3 separate regions of the Danio rerio genome follow, and regions 1 and 2 are each linked to region 3. A link is a contact called in public HiCAR-type and Micro-C data. All regions are on one chromosome and are shown on one strand. The core of a region is the stretch at or near the end of the contact, and the rest is flanking DNA. Distances in the headings are between cores, read along the strand shown.

Region 1 (3,921 bases), core at 1,058-3,557, 320 kb after region 3:
TTTATTCATTCAATTAAAATAAATTAGGGTAATGGTTTCACATCTAAATTTGATCAATTGAGCCAATAAAAAATAAATAATTTCCCTTAAACAATTTTTTTTTAATGCATGAAAGTACAAAGCATATTGAGCTTTTGATTACTATGCATGCACTGACCTGTGTGAATATAACCTTAAAATTTTACATCAGTCAAAATAGCTCTTAGCTGAACTCTAAATCAAAAATAATAATATTTAACTATGTGACTTAACTATGTTTAACTATGTGTTTGAACTTAAAATTAAGTACTTGAATAATGAAACAAATAATATTAAACTGAAAAGAAAGATACATTTTAATTGAATGAAGAACTGCTCGAAAGTTTTTTTTTTCAGGGTATTGTTGCTCATAACAAAACTGACTGCCTTCCCTTTCATTCATTTAATTTTCCTTCAGCTTAGTTCTTTTATTCATCAGGGGTCACCACAGCGGAATAAACCGCCAACTAATCCAGCATATGTTTTACACTGAGGAAGCCCTTCCAGCTGCAACCCAGCACTGGAAAACACCCATACCCACTAATTCACACACATAAACTACTGACAATTTAGTTTATTCAATTCACCTATAGCGCATGTCTTTGGACTGAGGGAGAAACCGGAGCACCCAGAGGAAACCCCACACGAACATGGGGAGAACAAGCAACTACACACAGAAATGCCAACTGACCCAGCCGGGACTCGAACCAGCAACCTTGAGGCGACAGTGCTAACCACTGCCAGCCTTCCCTTTATTGAATCAAATTAAATTCAGTCAGCAAACATCAAAGGCATTGAGAATCGACTGAATCAAATGATTCTTTTGACTTCACTTCTCCTTTTCTAAGCTGCGGTGTCTGTTGTCTAGGCCTGTGGGTAAATGCTTAATTTCTTTCCGCGTCAATAATACACTGTACTGTATGAAATTTACTTATTTTATATTAGACAAAACAAAAGTTAATTTTATTTTTTTTTTTTCGGAAAAAGATTAAACTGCTCACAAAGGCTACATTTAGGCCTATTTGACCTGTAATGTTGTGAAATACTTGTTTTTATTTCAATAACTATTTTTCATTTGTTGTTTCCCACATAGCAGAATATCTCTGGCCCAGCTCTGGCCAACACAATCCGCTTTTGCTTGGCCCACATGCCACAGTGAATTACGGTACATGACTGCAAGTCTGGCTTCCAGACAAGGGCCAAACATGGACTCGGCTAAGTTAACCCATAACTGAGCCTGAACTGGGCCAGATATGTTGGTGTATCACGAATGCAATGAAACTGATAAACCCATGAATCATTGCGCTTTAGGCGTGCTATCTGCATGCTTTTTCTCAACCTGATTGGAAGAATTTTTTTTCTTTTCTTGAAAATAATAAAAATGTATTTTAAATGTGGGTCAAGATAGACCAAACTTTCATATCAGTTATTACCATCTGGGCCAAATACTACGTTACATCTGGCCCAAGTGTTGGGTGCCGCCTTTAAGACGGTGCCACCTCTGCCAAACCAGGTCCATGTTTGGCCCACATGCTGTATGCCGGATGAATACCTGCTGTGCTAGATTAAGGCCAAATCAGGGCCAGAATTCTTTGCTACCTGGATTTATTATTTCCCATTACCGTGTTGCAGCTGGAATGGCATTCATTGTGTAAAACATATGCTGGATAAGTTGTCGGTTCATTCCGCTGTGGCGAGCCCTGATGAATAAAGGGACTAAGCCGCAGGAAAATAATTGAATGAATGTTGTTTTATTAATATAGGCCCATATAATAAATAAATGTATTATTTATTTTTAGTTTCACATAATCTTTTTAAAATCTTCATAAGATGTTTATTTGTGGCTCTAGGGTCAAGATGCTAAAAATATAATATAGCCTTTATTTTTTAGTTTTAACCTATATGATTCTTGATGTGAACATTTTTACTTTAATTTATTTTAACGTTAGTATATTAGATTGAGTTGCCATCTGCTGGACAAATGGCACATACACATATGAATACTACATTTTCTATTGTCTAAGTCATTATATTCGTGCATTTGCATATATTATTTTGAAATTTCAGTAATTAAACTTTCTATTTTATTTATTTTTATTTATTTATTTTTTTCAAATTATTTGAATATTAAGTTTTCCTATTTCGTTTTTAGGTTCTCAAACAAATCAATCCAATAAAATAAATTGTTTCCAGACCAGTAGATGGCAGTAATGAAATAACTGGAGAGAAAGTAAAGAAAGCAGAGAAGAAATCATTATTTTTAACCGGCTCTTTGCGAGGCTTCATTCAAATCAATTCGCAAAGTGATACAATCTACATAAAGAGTCAAAACTGAGATATGGGTGAGAAAATGCAATTTACATCACTTTACCACACACAAACAAAAAAAACAAATCATCAAAAATTCCGCTGAAGCTTTTTTTTTGCGAGGACCAGATTGAACCAGTGAACCGGTTCACTGTAATGATCTGTCTTAAAGAGCCGATTTACTAAGTGAATCAGATTCTTATCGCTACCGTAGGACACGCACAACAACAGCAACTTCATAAGACATGAAATATCCGTAACATTTACCAGCGCGCTTGACCAGAGCATGTTTGCCGATGTAATGTAGCCTGTTAGACACCAAAACCATATAGCATCAGATATTTTTTCTGCATAAGAAGTAAGTATGCATTTAATATGTTGTGTGTGCTGCTGAATGTTTCATGTAAGGCTCAGTCTTGTTCATTTTGTGCAACAGATATATGATGTGTGATGTGCCTGGAAAAATGTATGCAATGCGCCATTCATTAAAAATAAATAAGTGGAAAGCCAATACACGTTAGCGTTAGCATATATATTTTTTAGCCACACATGAGAAATGCATTTACATTGTTAATACAAACATTTTTGTGCCTTTCTTTCTTTGTGTCATGTAATGGTGTCTGGCTTGGCACGGTCTTTTTTTCTGAAGATTGGAAATTAAAATAATATTTTCATCAATGTGCTGCAGAGGTTTTGTGATTATTCTAACATGAGAATATTCCTATACCGGGGTATTTAGGAAGCACGGCGTGTGTTTGTATGGATTGTGTAGTTTAACTTGTTTGTTGGACTCTGGTCTCTGCATTATCTAAAAACTGAAATGAGATATGGCCTGTCAATCAAATATTTAGCTTCTATGCTGTTGCTGAACATTCGTGCTTTTGTCTTAAACGTTGTGAGCACCAGCCTTGGCCAACAGTTGTACACAAGTAGGTTGGTTTGGTTTGGTTTTATCAACTTAAAAACAAGATTAGTACTATCTAACTGACTGTAAACAATGCTGTGTTTTGATAATCACTGGCTGCTAGTATGATTTTTTTGCCTATTTAGAATTAACAAAGAATACTTTTCTGAAATGATATTATTAAGGGGAATGTCTGACTATCTGAATATAAAACCAGCTTGGTTATTTTACTCTTATAACACGTTTTATCATTAAAAATGTAACTATCTTTGCATGCTTGATTTTTTTCATTTTGGAAATAAGGAGCAAATAGCATGAATCTCTCCGTAGAAGAGGTACGGTATCAAATCTGATTTATTTTCTCTCCAATAGGACTGCTTCCTCCAGTAGCCACTTCCCTTTGTAGTTCTTCTTTCCTATAGTTGCAGTTGAAAAAAGTTACTTAAGAAAGTCCCTGATTTATGGTGCCGTCACTGTGGTTTCTTGCAGAGACTGAAGAACTGCTGATACCTGAAAAGATTTCTCATTAATTAAATGATTTGGTTATCAAGTCTGTAAATGATTTTAATGATGTTGCATGCAAATAAAATAAAGAAAATGCAAATATTTTTTTATTTTATTTGCTAGCTTCAGATATAGAAGTATAATCACTGTTAAGTAGGACATTTCGGCATCATACAACACACATTGTC
Region 2 (3,956 bases), core at 592-3,091, 360 kb after region 3:
CTTTTTTCAGAAAACTTTTTTTTTTTTTTTGCACTAAGTAATACCAAAACACACACAAAAAAATGAAAACAACAGTCTGTTAATCTGGCTGGTTAAAACAGCATTTTTAGATTTGAAATATCTTTCAATAAAATATTGCTGATGAATTTTGCTGTCTTATTCAGTTTTGCATTATGATATTGTTTTGAACGTAAGCTTAAGCATTTTGAAAAAGTGCAAAATGTCCTGTACTAACAAAGATTTTTGGCAGTTGTTTTGTCTGAGTTAGAAAAGAATTCATGAAATTTGAGAAATGTAGTCACTGAATGCATTTTGTGCCAAAAAATGAAAATTGATCCTCAGTTTAGTCCACATAGACTTGTGCTCACCGTGTGAAGAGTTTTGCAAAAGTTACCTAAGCATTAAGAAATGTGTCCTAGCGTCTGTAAATAAAACTGTAATCTTTTCTCTTTTTTATAAAATAGTACTGTCACTTTTACTAGAACTTCTGTTAAGCTGCTTTGACACAACCTACATTGTAAAAGCGATATAGAAATAAACATGAATTGAATAATTTTATCAACATTTGCTTGAGTAAGTTTATTTTTTCTGTTATGATGCATGACAGAACATTATTTCACTTTATTTGATATCACATTTTTATTTTGATATTTTATTTCCATAATATGAACATAAAAGTAATCTTTTGCATTTGATTGCAATTTTATGCATTTTAAATCACTTTTGTGAAATAATTTGACTAAATAACTTGAACCTTTAAACTTTGACCCATCCCAGCTAACAAAAATGTTTATTAGTTATTATTTTCTTGAGAACATTGAGGTTCTGAAGCACACACAGCCCTTTTTAACCTTTAAAAATAATGAAGAAGAAATGTTCCATTAAGCAAACTTTTGTGCTATTGTTTTGATAAGATTAAAAACATTGTTAAGACCAATAACTTTTGAAATGTTCATTCACTCATTCATTTTCCTTCGGCTTAGTCCCTTTGTTCATCAGGAGTCGCCACCAGGGAATGAATGGCCAACTTATCCAGCATATGTTTACACGGCGGACGCTCTTCCGGCTCCAACCCAGTACTGGGATTCACCCATACACACTCACATTCACTAGATACATACCTATAGCGCATGGCTTTGGACTGTGTGATAAACCAGAGCACCAACGCGGGGAGAACATGCAAACTCCACACAGAAATGCCAACTAGTCCAGCCAGGACTTGAACCAATGACCTTCTTTCTGTAAGGTGACAGTGCTAACCACTGAGCCATTGTGTTGCCCTACTTTGGAAATGTTACTGGACCAAAGTTTATTTATAACTTTACCAACCGGTTATTTAATTGATAACAGTTAATGTAACTGAATGAACGTACACTTTGTTAGTCTTGTAGTCTAGAGTTTTGGGAGTAATAAAATTACCTTCATATTTTTCAAGATAACCGATGACACTGTCGTTGAACAAAAACATTATATAATAAATTAGTAACTTAAATGTTTAGTAAATAAATATCATTTTACAGTTTAAAAGATTGTTTCCCCCACATAAGTATAAATCAATAAACCATGACTAACAGAATATTTAGGGAATATATTGAAGGAACAACAACATTCCATTTACTTAAAAACTGTTCAATAGTACCAGATGTTTTCAGAGCTTTTATGTTAAAGAATGATTAATGTAGATCAGAAGCTAATATTTAGACATCATCCAACTCCCTTTTTCAGAAATAGGAGAATGAGAAAAAAAGCACGTGACTGGTTTGAAAGTAGCATGATATCACCATCTGCTATCATCATATGCCTTGAGTGAGGGAAGTGTTTAAAAATCCCTCACCTTAAACTCCACCCATGAACAAGACGTCATAACGCTTCTTCTCAGGAGTTTCAGGGATTTCTTAACTGCAGCTGACGGTGAAATTAGTGGTGAGTGTTTGTGTGTGTGAGAGATTAAGCAAAAATCCTTCAGCATTCAGCGTTCCTGACCGTCTTCACCACTTCGGAAAGAGGATATTTCAGCTTCCCAGTCAGTAGTCGTCCGTGGTTGAGTCGCATTTGCACCATGGCTGCTGTGAAAGCGCTTCAACAGTGGTGCAAGATCCAGTGTGAAGGATACCGGGACGTGTCGATAACCAACATGACCACATCTTTCCGGGACGGTTTGGCTTTCTGCGCTCTAATTCACAAACACAGACCGGACTTGATGTAAGTATTAGCAGCAGCTCCCCCGTAAAACAACGCGCGGTTTGGCGTTGCATCGTATTCAGAAAACACACCGCTTCTGGACGCTTGACGTGAAATTAAATGTTTCACATTCAAACGAATAGTTTGATTATAGTTTATACCTCTCCTCAGGAGCGCTGAACTGGCTCAAAACAAACTACACTTTTGACGAGGACGTTGTATCTTGTTATGCAGTAAAAGTTTTATTGCTTTTTGTAACATGAAAACATAAAAGTTTTTGTATTTAGGTTAAAGAAAAATCTGTGTTTAAAAAAAGCGTTAGACCTTTTAAACTAACGTTTAAAACTTGAGAAGAGCACTGGTACTTGACCTTGAGAATGATGAGAAAATTAAACGTTTAATTGGCTACCTAAGTAACATTTTCATGACATTATGACTAAAACATAAACCTTTTAGAACTAATGTTGCATTTAGAATATAGAATTTGTGACCAAAAGAGGAAGAACATTAAGAATTCCAACGTTCCAACTTTAGTTTGGGTGACAACTTATTTTAAGCTTAAGTAGTGAAAATTAAAACTGAGTAGAGATTTGGTAATTATTGACCTTGAGATGATGAGATTATTGAATGTTTAATAGGCTACTCAATGTCTTGGGTAAAAAAAATCACAAATTATGACTAAAACATAAAACTTTTAGGATTAATGTTGCATTAGAATTTGAGTAAGAATATTTAGAATTCCAAGCTAGAGCAAAATGAAGATGGATCTTTTAGAATGTTGGATGACATGAAGACATATTTTAAACTTAAGTTGTAATCATTTATACAGAAGATAGCATTAATACTAGTTGGCCTAGAGATGATAAGATTATTATATTTTTAATGGCTACTTAATAACTTGGGTTAAAAATATATCAGATATATGACTAAAACTAATGTTGTAACAGAATATGCAACAAAAAAGTAAAAACTTTAGAATTCCAAACTAAAGTTACAATGGTGTAGATGGAACTTTTAGAACATTGGATGACATGAAAACTTATTTTAAACTTAAGTTATGAAAATTAAAACTGAAGAGAGCATTGGTACTTTTTGACCTTGAGATGATGAGATTATTGAAGGGTTAATAGGCTACTAAATAACTTGGATTAAAAATATCACAAAATGAAGACTAAAACTAGTGTTGCTATAGAATTTGTGACAAAAAACAACATTTTAAATTTCCAAACTAAAGTTACAATGGAGTAGTTGGAGAATTTAGGACGTTGGATTACATGAAAACTTTTAAAACTCATTTTAGATTTAAGTTGTGAAAAATTTATGAAGAGAGCACTGGAACATGTTGACCTTAAGATGATGTGATTATCGTTTAATATGCTAATGACTTGAGTTAATAAATATCACAATGTTATAATCAGAGCATAGAACTTTTAGAACTAAATGTTGCGTTAGAAGTAAGTTTATGACAAAAATAAGAACATTAGGATTCCAAAGTGAACAAAAAGTTACACTGAATGGCATAGTTAGAACAAATTAGAACTTTGGATGGCATGAGAACTTTTAAAACTTGTTATTTTAGATAACAATCTTATCTTGTTATTTTAGATAAGTGAAAGTTAAAACTGAAGAGTGCACTGGAACTTGTACAACTTGAAATGGAATGATTAAAGGTTCAGAATATCACAGCTTCGAAAATATCACCCGAATATAGTTTGACAACAACTGTACATTAGAACAAGAAGAAAATGTGACATTTCAAATCAAAAGTTACAATG
Region 3 (3,852 bases), core at 1,299-3,798:
GTATATATATATATATATATATATATATATATATATATATATATATATGTATGTATATATATATGTATATATGTATATATATATATATGTATATATATATATATGTATATGTATATATATATATATATATATATATATGTATATATATATATATATATATATATATATATATATATATATATATATATATATATATATATATATATATATATATATATATATATAATGGAGTAAAAGGTGTGACATCTAATCATCCTCTTTCCCTTTGAAATAGATAATTATCATTTCTGAAAGCTTGCAAAACTTACAGACTTGTTTTTTAATGTTCAAGAGTGCCTCAAGATGACTTATTTTACATTTAAATAAAATAATAAATACATTCATTCCTAAAAATAAATCCAAAAATTGAGGTACTTTTCATTTTTAAGAAGTCTAGACCTGGAATATTTTCCAAAATGAAATTTGCATCAAGGCAACCGCTGTGTAAAACATATGCTGGATAAGTTGGTGGTTCATTCCTCTGTGGCAACCCCTGATAAATAAAGGGACTAAGCCCAAGGAGAATGAAAGAATAAAAATTGTATCATCTTTTTTTATACCAAACATACATGTCATATATATACATGTCTACATGAGTCAAGTTTTCAATCGTTATTTACAGTACCAGGCGATGTTTAAAAGGTCAGTTCATGACTATCTTTATACTTCTGTTTATATATAACATCTTCATACCACAAGCAGGCTAAACATAGGAGGTATTTGTAATAGCCATAAACAGTAGTATGTCATTTAGCATGTGCCAAGAAAGAAGATCAGATAATAAAATAGTTTTACAGCCACAAAACTACACTCACACATTCATTTTTGACTTCATAAACATACATTTACAGTCTGATTTCCATCTGATTACAGCAATCAAAAGTCACGTGATGGTAATGAGTAAAAAATTAGGTATCTGGTTTTGGTGTCAGCATCAAATTATATTGGCAAGTGATTTTTATATCCACTGAAAGCATATTAAATGCAATTAAGTCATCCATTACCATATAGCAAAACACATGCAAAAATGTAATTTTTAACTGCTCATATTAAAATATATAAAGATGAGTGATCATATTGAGCAATTCCATGCAAATGTCAACCGTGCCATGAAAAAAAGTTTCCACTAAAATCTGGAAACCTTAAGTTTTTTGTGTAAGCAAGTATTTTGCAGTACTTTAGAAACACTCAAAAATGTTTCTGTTAATGTTTTCAAACTACAGAATTATATTTAATTTACCAAAGTCGCACAAGTGACAATTTCATATCTGTCACATCCATAACACTTTTTCTTCATAAATGCAAAAAAATTACAAAAAATAAAATCAATCATTTAAGTTCTATAAAGAACTTCTATAATTATAACATAAGAATTTCTACAAATTATGTTGTATACTGTCAACTCACAGACTTTTTTGATCACATCCATAACACATGTTTATTCTTCTCATTTAAAATATAAAAAAATCTTTACAGATTGATATTTTTCTGCTCCCTCAATTTTATATTTTTAATTTAATATTTTTCTGCTTTCTGTGGTCAGTTGTTCTGAAAAAATAAACTAAAGTTTTAATGTACAATTTCTTTGTGAATATATGTTTTGAGATTTGCAAATGTCACATCCATAACGCTGGATTTGCTTTATTAAATTTTAGTTAATATTAATAAACGACACAGGTACAAGTAGTGTTTTGAATGATGGCAAAGTATAAAGATTTAAAATGTCAATTAATTTTGGAGGTACAATTTTGGTTTGTTTTATTCAACAAATATTTATGGTGTTTTGAATGACATTTCATAATTCAGCATCTTCTGTGAATGATGGTAAACATGTATTTTGCTCAGAAGAAACAAAAAATTATAAGAAACACATTATTGCACGGAGTAAAATGCAAAGTTGTATTGAAAAGTAATTTCGTCTTTCACTTTACTACACAGAAAACCAGATAATGTTAATAAAGTGGATCATTTCACATTATTTCAGTCACTCCGCGTCACTTTCGTTTTAAAGGTAACTGTCAGTCCATAGATAAGCGATTGTAAATCAATCATTATCATCGATTGCAGCCATATCTTAGGAGATATGAGATTAACAGTTAGTTAACATAGCTAGCTAATGCCTTCCGCATTAATTCACTCACTTGACGAGCTGCTGTTAAAGTCCCGTCCACGTCAAACAGACACAGCGTTGTCGAATCCACGGTAGAACCAGACATTGTGATATTTGGAAACTTTAGAAATCAATATCTCCTCTGTATGAAGTTTTATGAAGACTCAGTGGCAGTCAGTTCATTCATTCAGCAGTGCAACGTCACATCTTCCGTGTTGTCGGAAGTGTATTGAAGCGCCAGAGCTGTACGTCAGAGTGAGCGACCTCCACGTGTACAACATCTGCCAACAGCAGACAAACAACTTCATAAATAAGAAGGATAACCTGTTTTCCCTATGTATGGGCCACGTTGTTATTGTAGTGAATGACAATGCGACCAATTCAAATTTATATGTAAGTGCTGCATATGGCAAGCCAACTTAGCTTTCAATAGTGCGGGGAAGTTCGGATCTTTTCCGCGAATCGGATCTTTTGGACAGCTCTTCAGCAGCAGTTATGAATCACAGATCAATTTAAGGTTGACTATAGCCCTATAAGTTGCATACCTCTCGCTGTAAACTTGCACCTCTCAAAAAAGTAACTACAAATCGTGACAACACATGGTGCAAGCGATTGGTCGACTTGGTAGCGGTGAAGCGTATGCGGAGCCACCTCTGCTGAAAAAAAAAAACAGCTTAAACCAGCCTTAGCTGGTTAGCTGGTTTTAGCTGGTTGACCAGCCTGGTTTTAGAGGGCCATTTCCAGACTGGTTTCCAGCTGTTTCCAGCCTGGTCTTAGCTGGTCAGGCTGGGAGATGAGAAGCTAAATCCAGCTTGACAAGCCTAAAAAGGCTGGAAGCCCAGCCAAAACCAGCGATGTCCAACTTAAACCAGGCTGGTTAAGTTGGTTTTAGTTGGTTTAAGCCAGTCATTTTCCAGCCTGACCAGCTAAGACCAGGCTGAAATGGCTGGAAAACGGCCTGGAAATGGCCAAAACCCTTCTAAAACCAGGCAGGTCAACCAGCTAAAACCAGCCAACCGGATTAGACTGGTTTAAGCAGTTTTCTCAGCTGGAGCGAGCTGCAGGAGAGCAGTGAGCCTGTTGAAGCGAGTGTTTGTAAGTGTTGAATCCCATGGAGGCGCTGCAGATGGAAACTTTTATTTGTGTTTACCTTTTGATTAAAGATGTTGCACGTCTGCCATTTCCTTTACAGTAGCATTAAAAACACCCGCGAAGAAACTCAACTTTTCGGAGGTGTATTGTAGAGCAACACAAGCAGCATGCAGAAGTATAAATGCACAGTTATGCACAAGGCATGTGCCGTGGGTCACATCAATCGCTTGACGCAAAAGAATAAATCAGCCTATACTCTATACGCCACGATGACGGAATGACAATCCCATTCAACATATCAAAATATATAGTCAGCAATCACAACCTCAGTCTGTTAAAACATCACTATGATCTGAAAATTTTCTTACAATTACATTTTGCAACCCAAATGAAGCATAATTCGCTTGCTAATAAAATTCCACTACGATTTTATATAATGAAATAAATATACATTTCACTTTCTTTGTTGTCCAACTTATTTGTCCAAGTTTGGTTCAGTTCCAACAGGCTGTCATGTGTTGTTTGTGTTTGGTTCATGTTTGCTAAATCACGTATGCACAGTATTAGTTCACCAGTTCTCAAATCTAATCTCAGTGGACTGTTCTAGTCAC

Evidence for each region. A called contact is a pair of places that touch in the nucleus more often than the background predicts. HiCAR-type assays count read pairs that join an accessible place to other places.
Region 1: a contact with region 3 is called in a Micro-C map of caudal fin, with 8 times the contacts expected there. The contact joins the promoter of gaa2 here to the promoter of pmm2 in region 3. A contact is called at or near these places in 3 of 18 Hi-C or Micro-C datasets (caudal fin, embryo and hematopoietic stem cells) and 1 of 4 datasets of contacts at active chromatin or transcription factors (embryo).
Region 2: a contact with region 3 is called in a HiCAR-type map of caudal fin, with 6 times the contacts expected there. The contact joins the promoter of micall2b here to the promoter of pmm2 in region 3. A contact is called at or near these places in 2 of 4 datasets of contacts at active chromatin or transcription factors (caudal fin and embryo).

What each region holds. Positions count from the first base shown.
Region 1 is chr1:10,942,481-10,946,401 of GRCz12tu, reverse strand. gaa2 (alpha glucosidase 2) reads left to right here and starts at 2,307. Exons shown (of 20, transcript XM_068220999.2): 1 at 2,307-2,360.
Region 2 is chr1:10,900,793-10,904,748 of GRCz12tu, reverse strand. micall2b (mical-like 2b) reads left to right here and starts at 1,841. Exons shown (of 17, transcript NM_001312897.1): 1 at 1,841-2,202. The coding sequence starts at 2,060.
Region 3 is chr1:11,263,173-11,267,024 of GRCz12tu, reverse strand. pmm2 (phosphomannomutase 2) reads right to left here and starts at 2,548. Exons shown (of 8, transcript NM_200084.1): 1 at 2,181-2,548. The coding sequence starts at 2,255. It also overlaps a transcript of mad1l1 not described here.